Linked DNA regions of Triticum aestivum: regions 2 and 3 are each linked to region 1. The links are chromatin contacts, called in public Hi-C maps. All regions are on one chromosome and are shown on one strand. Each heading gives the region's core, a stretch centred on a gene start, on an enhancer-like site or on the middle of the called end of the contact. The rest is flanking DNA. Distances are from core to core; before and after follow the strand shown. Region 1 holds the start of LOC123187752 (zinc finger CCCH domain-containing protein 25). Region 2 holds the start of LOC123187749 (ATP synthase mitochondrial F1 complex assembly factor 2). Region 3 holds the start of LOC123187746 (nodulation protein H).

Region 1 (3,197 bases), core at 484-2,983:
ATACAAATTCAAAAGCAATACTCATGTGTTCTATAGGTTTTATTTGAGAAATATGTGTTCTATAGGTAGAGACGTGCGTTGGACGTGCATGCTTACTAGTTGGAGTGAAATGCCAGGAGCTAATTTTCTACCTAATAATTGATCTGGTTATCCTTTCCTCATTCTGTAGTGAAAAAAATTCACTCGTGCAAATTACTATGAGGCAGGTTGTGAATTGCTTGTAGGCATTCCTAACGAATAATCAAAAATGACCTGGACCAATGCAGTGAAATATTGCTACATGCCAGGTAGTTAATTGCTTGTTTGCATTCCTAAAGAATAATAAAATGGCTAGAAGCTATTTTTCTACCTAATGATTTGGCAATATCCTCCGTGCTCATGCTATAGTGAGAAAACATTACTAGTCCAAATCACTATGAGCATGATGGTGAATGGGATGTGTGTATTCCTAGCAAAAAAATTGAATAACAATTTGTAAACTGCAGAAGCAGGATAGATACCTGTTCATCATGGGAATATTTGCACGCATCGCCGCGGTTGCACTCGCCTTTCTGGAAAGCATAGCACACGCCGCGCTCCTCTCTCTTCTTCTGCAGCTCCTCATCGTCCTCCTCCTCCTTCTTCTTGTACTTCTCCACATGGTCAACCCTGATGATCCTCCCAAGAACCTTAGCCCCATTCAAGTTATCTACACCGCACGAGACGAAGCGAAAATGTTATCACTTCAGCAAAGCAATTGGAATCACATACAGAAGCGACCTAGTAGGAAAGGGGAAAGGGGACTCACCGACGGAAAGAACCGTGCTCCTCTGGTCCTCATAGGCGACGAATGCGAAGCCCTTGGACTTGCCGGTGGCCTTGTCGCGCACGAGGTTCACATCGACCACCTCGCCGTACCTGAGAGAAGAGATCGGAAACCGGTCAGAATACTTCCCTGCCAAATCCGTCGGGAGGGGGAAACGGGCGGAAAAGCTAGGTCGGGGGGTGCGGTCTAATACTCACTGCGCGAAGACGGCGAGGAGGTCGCCTTCGGTGAGGTCGAAGGGGACGCCTCCGACGAAGACGTAGGCGGAGCCCCTGAACTTGGCGTGCCAGGATGCGTCCTCGCTGAGGCCCAGCGCCGCCTCCTTCTGGTTTATCACCTGCGTCCGCTTCACCTGCGTCAGGGGATTCATCTTCCCCGATTTGCCGGCGCGGAGATGGGTCGGATCCCTCCCCTTCTTAGAGGGAACCGGCGGTGCTCGTGCGGAATCTCGGGTAGATTTTCTCGAATGAGCAGGGGATTGGGAGATTTGGAGGGGAAGAAGATGGGGATTTTTTTGTTTAGGGTTCTTGGCTAGTCCATAAAGCCTGGGGTCGGTCCTAGTGTGCAATCTCCACCGGTGGTAATGCCGCCCCCTTGCCTGTCTACGCTAACCCAAAGGGGGGACGAGATTTTTGAACGTCCGACACGCCGGCAGCGCAGGAGAGGCAGCAAGAAAGGAAACCGGCGGCGCAGGAGATGGATCGAGGAAGAGGTCCGGCGGCGCAAGATGTGGAGCGAGGGAGAGGACCCGCGGCGCGCACGAGCTGAAGCTAGGGAGAGGGCCGGCGGCGCAGCAGGGAGGGAGGGAGGAAGAGGGCCGGCGGCGCACCTGAGTGGGAGGAAGGAGGAGGTCGAGCGGCGCACCAGGAGAGGAGCAGCGATAGGGCTGCGGGTAGTCCTGCCATGGGCAGCCCGGCCCGACCCGGCCCGGCCAGGGCGGATTGTTTCTGCAACACCGCGCTTGTTGCCGGAATTAAGGAGGAGGTCATCCGGGCGCGGGTGGTACATCGGACGACTATCAGCACTTGGATTCAACGGCCATTGATGCGGCGGATGATTCTAACTCATCCGCCGGCTGATGCCTGGAGAGCCGTTGGATTAGTCACCTGACAGCCGTCCGATGCAACCATTGTCCGCAACTGACCAGATCGTTATTTTCTGCAACAGCCGGTCTGTTTCAGAAATAGAATCCCCTACCCGCCGTCCACCAGGCACAGCTCCGTCCAGCGCGGCGGCAGTCGTCACCACCGCAAAAATTGCTGCCGCCGGCGCGCGGGGGCACCTAGTCCTTCAGCCCAAAAATCCAGCAACAACATGGCGCACCACATCATGCGGCAGATGCTGGGATCCAACGCAGATCGAGCTCGCCGGGGGCCGCCTCTTGGAGAATAGTCGCGGCCGTGGGGCTTCCTCCGCGAGCTGGAGTATCATCCTGGTTCACAAACCCTCCGGTTGTGTTTCCTGAAACAACTTCTACCAAATCAAATCAGGGCAGTTGGGTGAGTTTCTTGACTTTGAAAAAACATGAACACTTGTGTGTCTCTGAAAACTCATGGAAATCTATGTATCAGAAACATAGCTAGAATTTCCTATTTGTTTTATGTGTGTGGCAGCTAGAAATTCAATTTTGTTTCATGGGTGTGAGTGGAACCAAGGCAAAATACCTATACACCTGTGTGCTTGCTCTATCTCTGCAAAACATGATCCCATCTGTTACTTGATATTTATTAACCTATGGTACGATTTTGAATGTGTGTGCTTATGTGATAAAAGGTCATTGACTGAAAATTTATGTGCAAGTGAAGCTGAAAAATTGTTGATAAATGTGCCTGTGTATCTGAATTTCTAAAACAACAATAGAACTGTTGATAGCAACTAGAGGAAAAAATACTTTCAACCAAGACCTCTGTATATACATGAAAAAACATGTGCCTTATTTCAGGGAGCTAGTGCTGAAGGGGAAGAGAGCTATGTCCAAGGGAACTTTTCTGTCGATAATCATGAAGATTCAGAGGGATTGTTGCATGCTGATGATGTGATGCAAGATGATTCAGATGATGGAGATGTTTCATCACAGCCACTATCGCCCTATGTTGGCATGGTGTTTGACACATTTGAGGATGCCCGGAAATTCTACAACGACTATGCCTTCAAGCTGGGATTCGGCACACATATATATTCTACAAAGTACAGCCAAAAGAGAGGGCAGAAGCAAGAGGATGCAATAATGATTAAGATGGTCTTTGGGTGTGTGCACGCTAGAAAGCCCGATAACCCGGAAACAAGTAGCACCTCAAAGAGCATTGCAACAGAAACAAGAAACTCCAGCAGGCCGCCTGGTGCTGAAATGGATGTGACAAGAACACGTCAGAAAAACAGGATTCTCCGTCAT
Region 2 (2,978 bases), core at 297-2,796, 640 kb after region 1:
AAGTAAAAACTATCAAACCACTAGTTCTCCTTAAATTCAGCTACTGCAGCATATGCGTACTATTTATGATGTGTATAAGAGATGACATACTGAGGGTACATCGGCCATATGGGCCTTGTTCTAATTTTATTCGAGGAGCTGACAGTGGGAATGTTCATTTTCAACCTCTCTGCCTCTAGAGATCAGAAGACACTATAATGTGCTCTATTCTCCAAAGAAGACAATGAACTGCACATTCTGCATAACACAACTAACGTACACCAACATATTATATTGCAAACACTAATATTTATTTCCTTTTTACTTTCTTGCCGAACAACCATACAGGCATTTTAGAACTGCTCATGACACAAAAAAGAGCAAAGTAACAAACATGTGAATACCAAGTTATATTGTTCAATTTCATTGGCCATATTGAGGCTTTATTTCATTTTCAACCTCTATTGCCTCTCTAGAGATCAGAAATGAATACTCAACTCTACAATGTGCTATGAACATGATTGGTTTCCTACCACTTTTTGACACCAAACAAATTATACTCTATATTCCCCACAGTAGGCAATGAACTGCGCATTCTGCATTACTGTACCATTTTTACTTTCTTCCCAAATAACCATACAGGCATCTTACAACTGCTCATGACACAAAAAATAGTGAATTAACAAAAACATGTCAAAACCAACTTATATTTTGCGATTTCATCCGCCATATTGAGTTTTGCTTTAGTTTCATTTTCAACCTCTGTTGCCTCTCTAGAGATCGGAGGTGCAAATTCAACTCTAAGGTGCTCTATTCTCCACAGAAGGCAATGAACTACCCGTTATGCATAAATGCAACAGATCTATGCTGATGGACTGCATTTTGAGTACTGTTTACTTGTTTCCTTCTACTTATAGCCAAACGACCATTTTGATCAGTTAGAACTGCTCATGACACGATAAAGGGGAAGAAATGAGAATATTAAAAGCAATTCAGTCGCGGCACTAAATAGTACGATGAAAACCTAGATTCGGTGCATTTTAAATGTAAAATAGAATGAAATTTCACTAAATCTTCACATAATTCACCATAATACAGAACCCTAGTGATCCCAAACAACAGAACAGGAAGGAGAAGAGAGGAGGAGAGGCAATGGGGTCAAGACCTGGTACTCCCACTCGGCGGCGACGGCCATGGCGAGCGTGCGCGAGTGCAGCTTGAGCGGGCGCTTGGCGGGCGTCTTGAGGGTGCGGTAGTCGAGCATGACCGTCCACCCGTTGCCGTCGTCGGCGCGGCGCACGGTGGCGTCGCGGTAGAAGCGCTTCCCCACCACGGACCCCGTCATGAACGACATGGGCATGGACACCGAGGTCTCGTCCCGCGTCGACGAGGACGAGGGCTTCCTCACGTAGATCGCCTCGCCCCCCGCCTCCTCCCCGCCCGGAGACGCCTCCGCCGCCGTGCCCAGCAGCCGCCGCCCGGCCGCGCATCGCCGCAGGAGGAGCAGGCGGCGGCCCGCGAGTATGGTCGCCATTCCTCTGCCTGGTCGCCGCTTCACCTGGGCCTTCACTCTCCCAATCTGTAGTACCCTACAAAAGTAATTCCAGCCCGTCAACGAACCCGGCCCATTTGTAAACCCAGCAGGCTGCTCTCTGGCCCATGCAGGCCCATCAAGGAGGCCCGGAGAACGTTCCAGACGCGTCTGGCGTCTGACTTAGGCCCCACCGCCCCCACGCGGCCGCGCATGGTGGGTCCGGTTCGTCTCGACGACGCCAAAGAGGCGACCAGCGACTCGGACCGAATTCCCCAGCTGCAGTTCCTGCCTTTCCTTTCCCTTCCCTTCCCACATTGCAAACCCTGCACGCTACGGCGACCGCGCCGCGCGAGATCCAGGACCCCGACCGGCCGCCCCGCCGTCGCGCATGCGCTCGCCGTGACCGGATCTCGCGCCATGGCCATCGCGGAGGCGTCCCCCTTCGCGGACCTGCCCTTCCCCGACGACCTGCCGGAGTTCCCGCACGGCCCCGTCGGGGACGACGACGCCTTCGCCCTGGACGGCTTCGATCTCGACGATCTGGACATCGACTTCGACTTCGACCTCGACCTCGACCTCCTCCCCACCGACGACGTGCAGCTCCCGTCGCCGCCGCCGCCGCTCGCCACGTCCTCCTCCTCGGCCGGGTCGCCGGGCGGGGCAGGGGACTCCTCCTCCGGCTCCGGTGCCGGAGCGGACGGCGGCCTGAAGAACGACGAGTCCTCGGAGACGTCTTCCAGGAGCGCGAGCGCTGGAAGCGACGGCAAGGCTATGAACGGGGAGGGTGAGGACGACAAGCGGCGGGCGCGGCTGGTGCGGAACAGGGAGAGCGCACACCTGTCGCGGCAGAGGAAGAAGCAGTACGTGGAGGAGCTGGAGGGGAAGGTCAAGGCCATGCAGGCCACCATCGCCGACCTCTCCACCAGGATCTCCTGCGTCACGGCTGAGAACGCCGCTCTCAAGCAGCAACTGGCCGGTGCCGGTGGCGCAGGCGTCCCGCCGCCGCTGCCGATGTACCCTGGATTGTACCCTTTGCCGCTGCCATGGATGCACCCGGCTTATGCGATGGGAGCGCACGGCTCCCAAGTGCCGCTCATGCCGATACCTCGGCTGAAAACCAAGCAGCCTGCGTCGGCTGCCGCAGAGCCACCGGCCAAGAAGTCTAGGAAGACCAAGAAGGTTGCTAGTGTTAGCCTCCTTGGATTGCTGTTCCTGATGATGCTCTGTGGGTGTTTGGTTCCTGCGGTAAATCGGATGTATGGAGCAGTTGATTCCCGAGAAGGAATTGTGCTTGGTCCATCACAATCACGTCATGGGAGGGTTCTGGCTGTTGACGGGCCTCGAGATGGTGTCTTGGAAGGTGTTGATTCGAAGTTGCCGCATAATTCAAGTGAGACGCTCCCGGCGTTGTTGTATATTCCTAGGAATGGGAAGCATGTCAAGATCAATGGAAATTTGGTTATCC
Region 3 (3,047 bases), core at 409-2,908, 770 kb after region 1:
ATTCGTCAGATAATAAGGCAATAATAACAAGATGAATTTACTGATTACCTCTGTTTTTTTTTCCTTTTTGCGGATGATTACCTCTGTTCTTCTGCCTGTATCAGAAAGAATTTGTGTACAGTCTATTTTATTTAAGGGGAAAAATATTGACTACTGTTTACGATTTGATTGGTGAAACCAGAATAAGTGTTAGCAAACACAATCAGGCATACAAGTTACTGTTATTTGCATGAAATATGTTATGATTAAGTGGCCAAAAAAATCGTGAGAAAAAACATGGATATGTGGCATGCGTCCGAACGCAGCCACTGAAACTGAGATTCAGATGGCAGATGGCGGGGCAGAGCTAGCAAAGGAGCTCAATGGCAGCTGGAGCAGCAGCCGCGGCGCGTCTTCACGTGGCATTTTTAATTTGCAATCCCATCATTTCCCGATGCCATGTCAGCAAATCCAGTCCTAATCCTGGCGTAGGGGCGATTACAACCAGGATCAGAGAGGTTAGGGTATAGACTTCAGGGATTTGAACGCCGGGGTTTATTTGCGTCACGCTCTACATTATCAAGGTTTAAAATAGACTTCACTTGTGTCTAACATTTGGGAAGTAATACCCACTCATAAAACTACCGACACGTCGGGATTAGTCGTCTGCACCAAAGCGCGTGTGGCGACATTTCGAATCCCAACATGACCTACATTTATTTGCAAAAAAAAAAGACACACGACCTGCATTTAGAAAGGAAAGAAACGAAGAGACAAATCAAGATGTGAATAATACGGCGGTCCGTGTTACTTGTCGAAGCGCCAAATCGTTTTCGTGTAAAAGAATTCAGAGGGCGGGCAAACAGGCAGACACGCCATCAGGATGGCTTGGGCGCGCACAATCTTCTGTTTCTTTTTTGTTTGACAATTGGGCGCACACAATCTCCGGTCCTTTTCAGTTCGCATATAAGATTTGACTGAAGTCAAGCCTCGTAAAGTTTAACCAACTTTATAGAAAAAATACCAACATTCACAATCTGAAATCAATATCAATAGATGTGTCATGACTTAAAGTTTCATATTGTATAACTTTAGCTGGCAGATTATGATATTTTTTCTTATAAATACGGTCAAACTTTGTGAAGTTTGACTTTAGAGAATTCTAATATGCAGAGCAAAAAGGACCGGAGGGAGTAAATCACAACCTGTGCATGGAACAACTGGTGCGCCTGGACTGGTCGCGTAGTACGCCGAGCGGCGCGCGGCGACATTTGGAGAAGGATGATGATGAGGATGTGTCGGTGAAACGCCGAGCATCGCGGGTCAAGCCGACGCTCCACCCGAGAGGACGGACCAGATCCACAACAATAGCCTGATGAAACCGCTTTTTGTTCACAAAAAAAGGTCTCTCGAGGCTGCCGGCACCATCATCCATCCCTTTGGGTTTTTTCTTTCTTTCTATTTTTTGATTGACATCACCCATCCACTTGGTTTAATCGACGATGGTCCACCAAGACCGGGCGCAGCGACGGCCCCCCTCTTCATTAACTCCGCCTGCACTTTGTGCGTCAAGGGCTCAAGGCAGGCGGCAGCCGCGCTCACTCCCAATTTCCTAATTCCTCCGCATTAACTAATTGAGCTAATTTCTTCTTCTTCCCCGTCGGTCGTTCACACCCTTTCGTCGAATAATCAAACTCTAAACCCGTTCCTGCTCCATTCCCTTCTCCTTTCTTCTTCCTTAAAAAAACCCGAGCTCGTTCGTGCTCCATTATCTCCCTCACTCTTACTATAAATTAGAGAGAGAGAGAGAGAGGGAGGGAGGGAAGCTGGGAGCGATTCCTGCTGACGCGCCAGCTGAGGTGTGAGGGGCTGTTCGTGCCGTGTGACTCTTCCGTTCCGTTGGGATCCCTCCTCCCTTTTCGCGTGGTCTCTCCCAGAGCTGCCTGTCTTGTGCGGCGCGGGGAAGCAAAATCTCACCTGGGCTCGTCTTCCTCCTCCGCCTCCTGCTCCTGCTCCTGCTCCAACCAGCCGGCCGGCTTTGGGTTCTTCGCCGCCTCGGAGCTCGAATCCGGCCCGCGGGTTCCTGATTTCGTGCCGAGGCTCTCGGCGGCAGATTCGCGCCGGCATTTCGCGGGAACGCTCTTCGCCCAACTCTCCTTTCCGCCATTTCTCGGCGCCGAATCCTGCCCCGGGGCTTCTCTCCCTTCTCCCTCCCCCTCAGCCTAGGGTTCTCCCGGTTTCCCGGAAGCATCCCTTTCGGCAGAGTCCTGGTGCTTTTCTTTTCTTGAAATTAGCAGAGTCTTAGGTGCTGGTATGTACTATTACGAGTTCTTTTCCTTTTTCTTTTCTTTTGCGGGAGTGTTTTGCTGGGTTTGCTGACTGCAGGAATTTGTAATTTTACCTACCAGGATGCGCGACGATTCATCCAACACACATGGCCAGCTGCTGCTGACATCCATGAGGAGACCTCGGCATGTTACTCTGCTGCTGTGCGCGAGCAGGAGGACCAGAACCCGGCCCACGCACTGAATCTTCTTCTGCTACAGACTTTCAGTCACAAAATGGTACCGTACCACCGCTCTGCTTCTGGATTTGGTATTACTACTATTTATTTGTTCATTATTAGTAACTGTATCTCACCATGGATTTGGTACTATTTATTTGTTCATTACTACTAACAGTATCTCACCATGGATTTGGTGCTACTTATTTGTTCAGTATTAGCAACAGCAGTATCTGACCATGGATGGATTTGGTAATAACTTGCAGCACCCATATCCGCTCAAAGGCTCCAAGGGGGCGTCGTTGCCGCCGCGGCCGACCCTCGTCTTCCTCATCGCGCTCTTTGGCCTCTATGTGTGCTACCTCTCCTTCAATCAGATAAGGATGGAGAGCAAGCATGTGGAGGAGAATGGTGCACAAGAACAAGATGAACATGTTTGCGCAAAGCCTTATGTTCCAAGTGAGGAGCTGCCCTACGTGCACTTCCCAAAGCCAAAGGGTTACAGCAGGTAATTTTCCTTTTATAGGATGGACAAACTCTTTATTGGCATCCCCCTGGCGAGTAT

What was found. Hi-C and Micro-C count contacts between places; a contact is called where the count stands out from the background.
Region 2: a Hi-C map of leaf shows a contact between it and region 1, with 8 times the contacts expected there. The contact joins the promoter of LOC123187749 here to the promoter of LOC123187752 in region 1. A contact is called at or near these places in 2 of 5 Hi-C or Micro-C datasets (both in leaf).
Region 3: a Hi-C map of leaf shows a contact between it and region 1, with 3 times the contacts expected there. The contact joins the promoter of LOC123187746 here to the promoter of LOC123187752 in region 1. A contact is called at or near these places in 2 of 5 Hi-C or Micro-C datasets (both in leaf).

What each region holds. Positions count from the first base shown.
Region 1 is chr2A:93,401,137-93,404,333 of IWGSC CS RefSeq v2.1, reverse strand. It overlaps LOC123187752 (zinc finger CCCH domain-containing protein 25), which reads right to left and starts at 1,733. Exons shown (of 6, transcript XR_006494116.1): 1 at 1,003-1,733; 2 at 788-897; 3 at 501-688.
Region 2 is chr2A:92,762,991-92,765,968 of IWGSC CS RefSeq v2.1, reverse strand. It overlaps LOC123187749 (ATP synthase mitochondrial F1 complex assembly factor 2), which reads right to left and starts at 1,546. Exons shown (of 4, transcript XM_044599674.1): 1 at 1,145-1,546. The coding sequence starts at 1,513. LOC123187748 (bZIP transcription factor 60) reads left to right here and starts at 1,777. Exons shown (of 2, transcript XM_044599673.1): 1 at 1,777-2,978. The coding sequence starts at 1,931.
Region 3 is chr2A:92,635,485-92,638,531 of IWGSC CS RefSeq v2.1, reverse strand. LOC123187746 (nodulation protein H) reads left to right here and starts at 1,658. Exons shown (of 7, transcript XM_044599670.1): 1 at 1,658-2,290; 2 at 2,388-2,543; 3 at 2,749-2,990. The coding sequence starts at 2,541.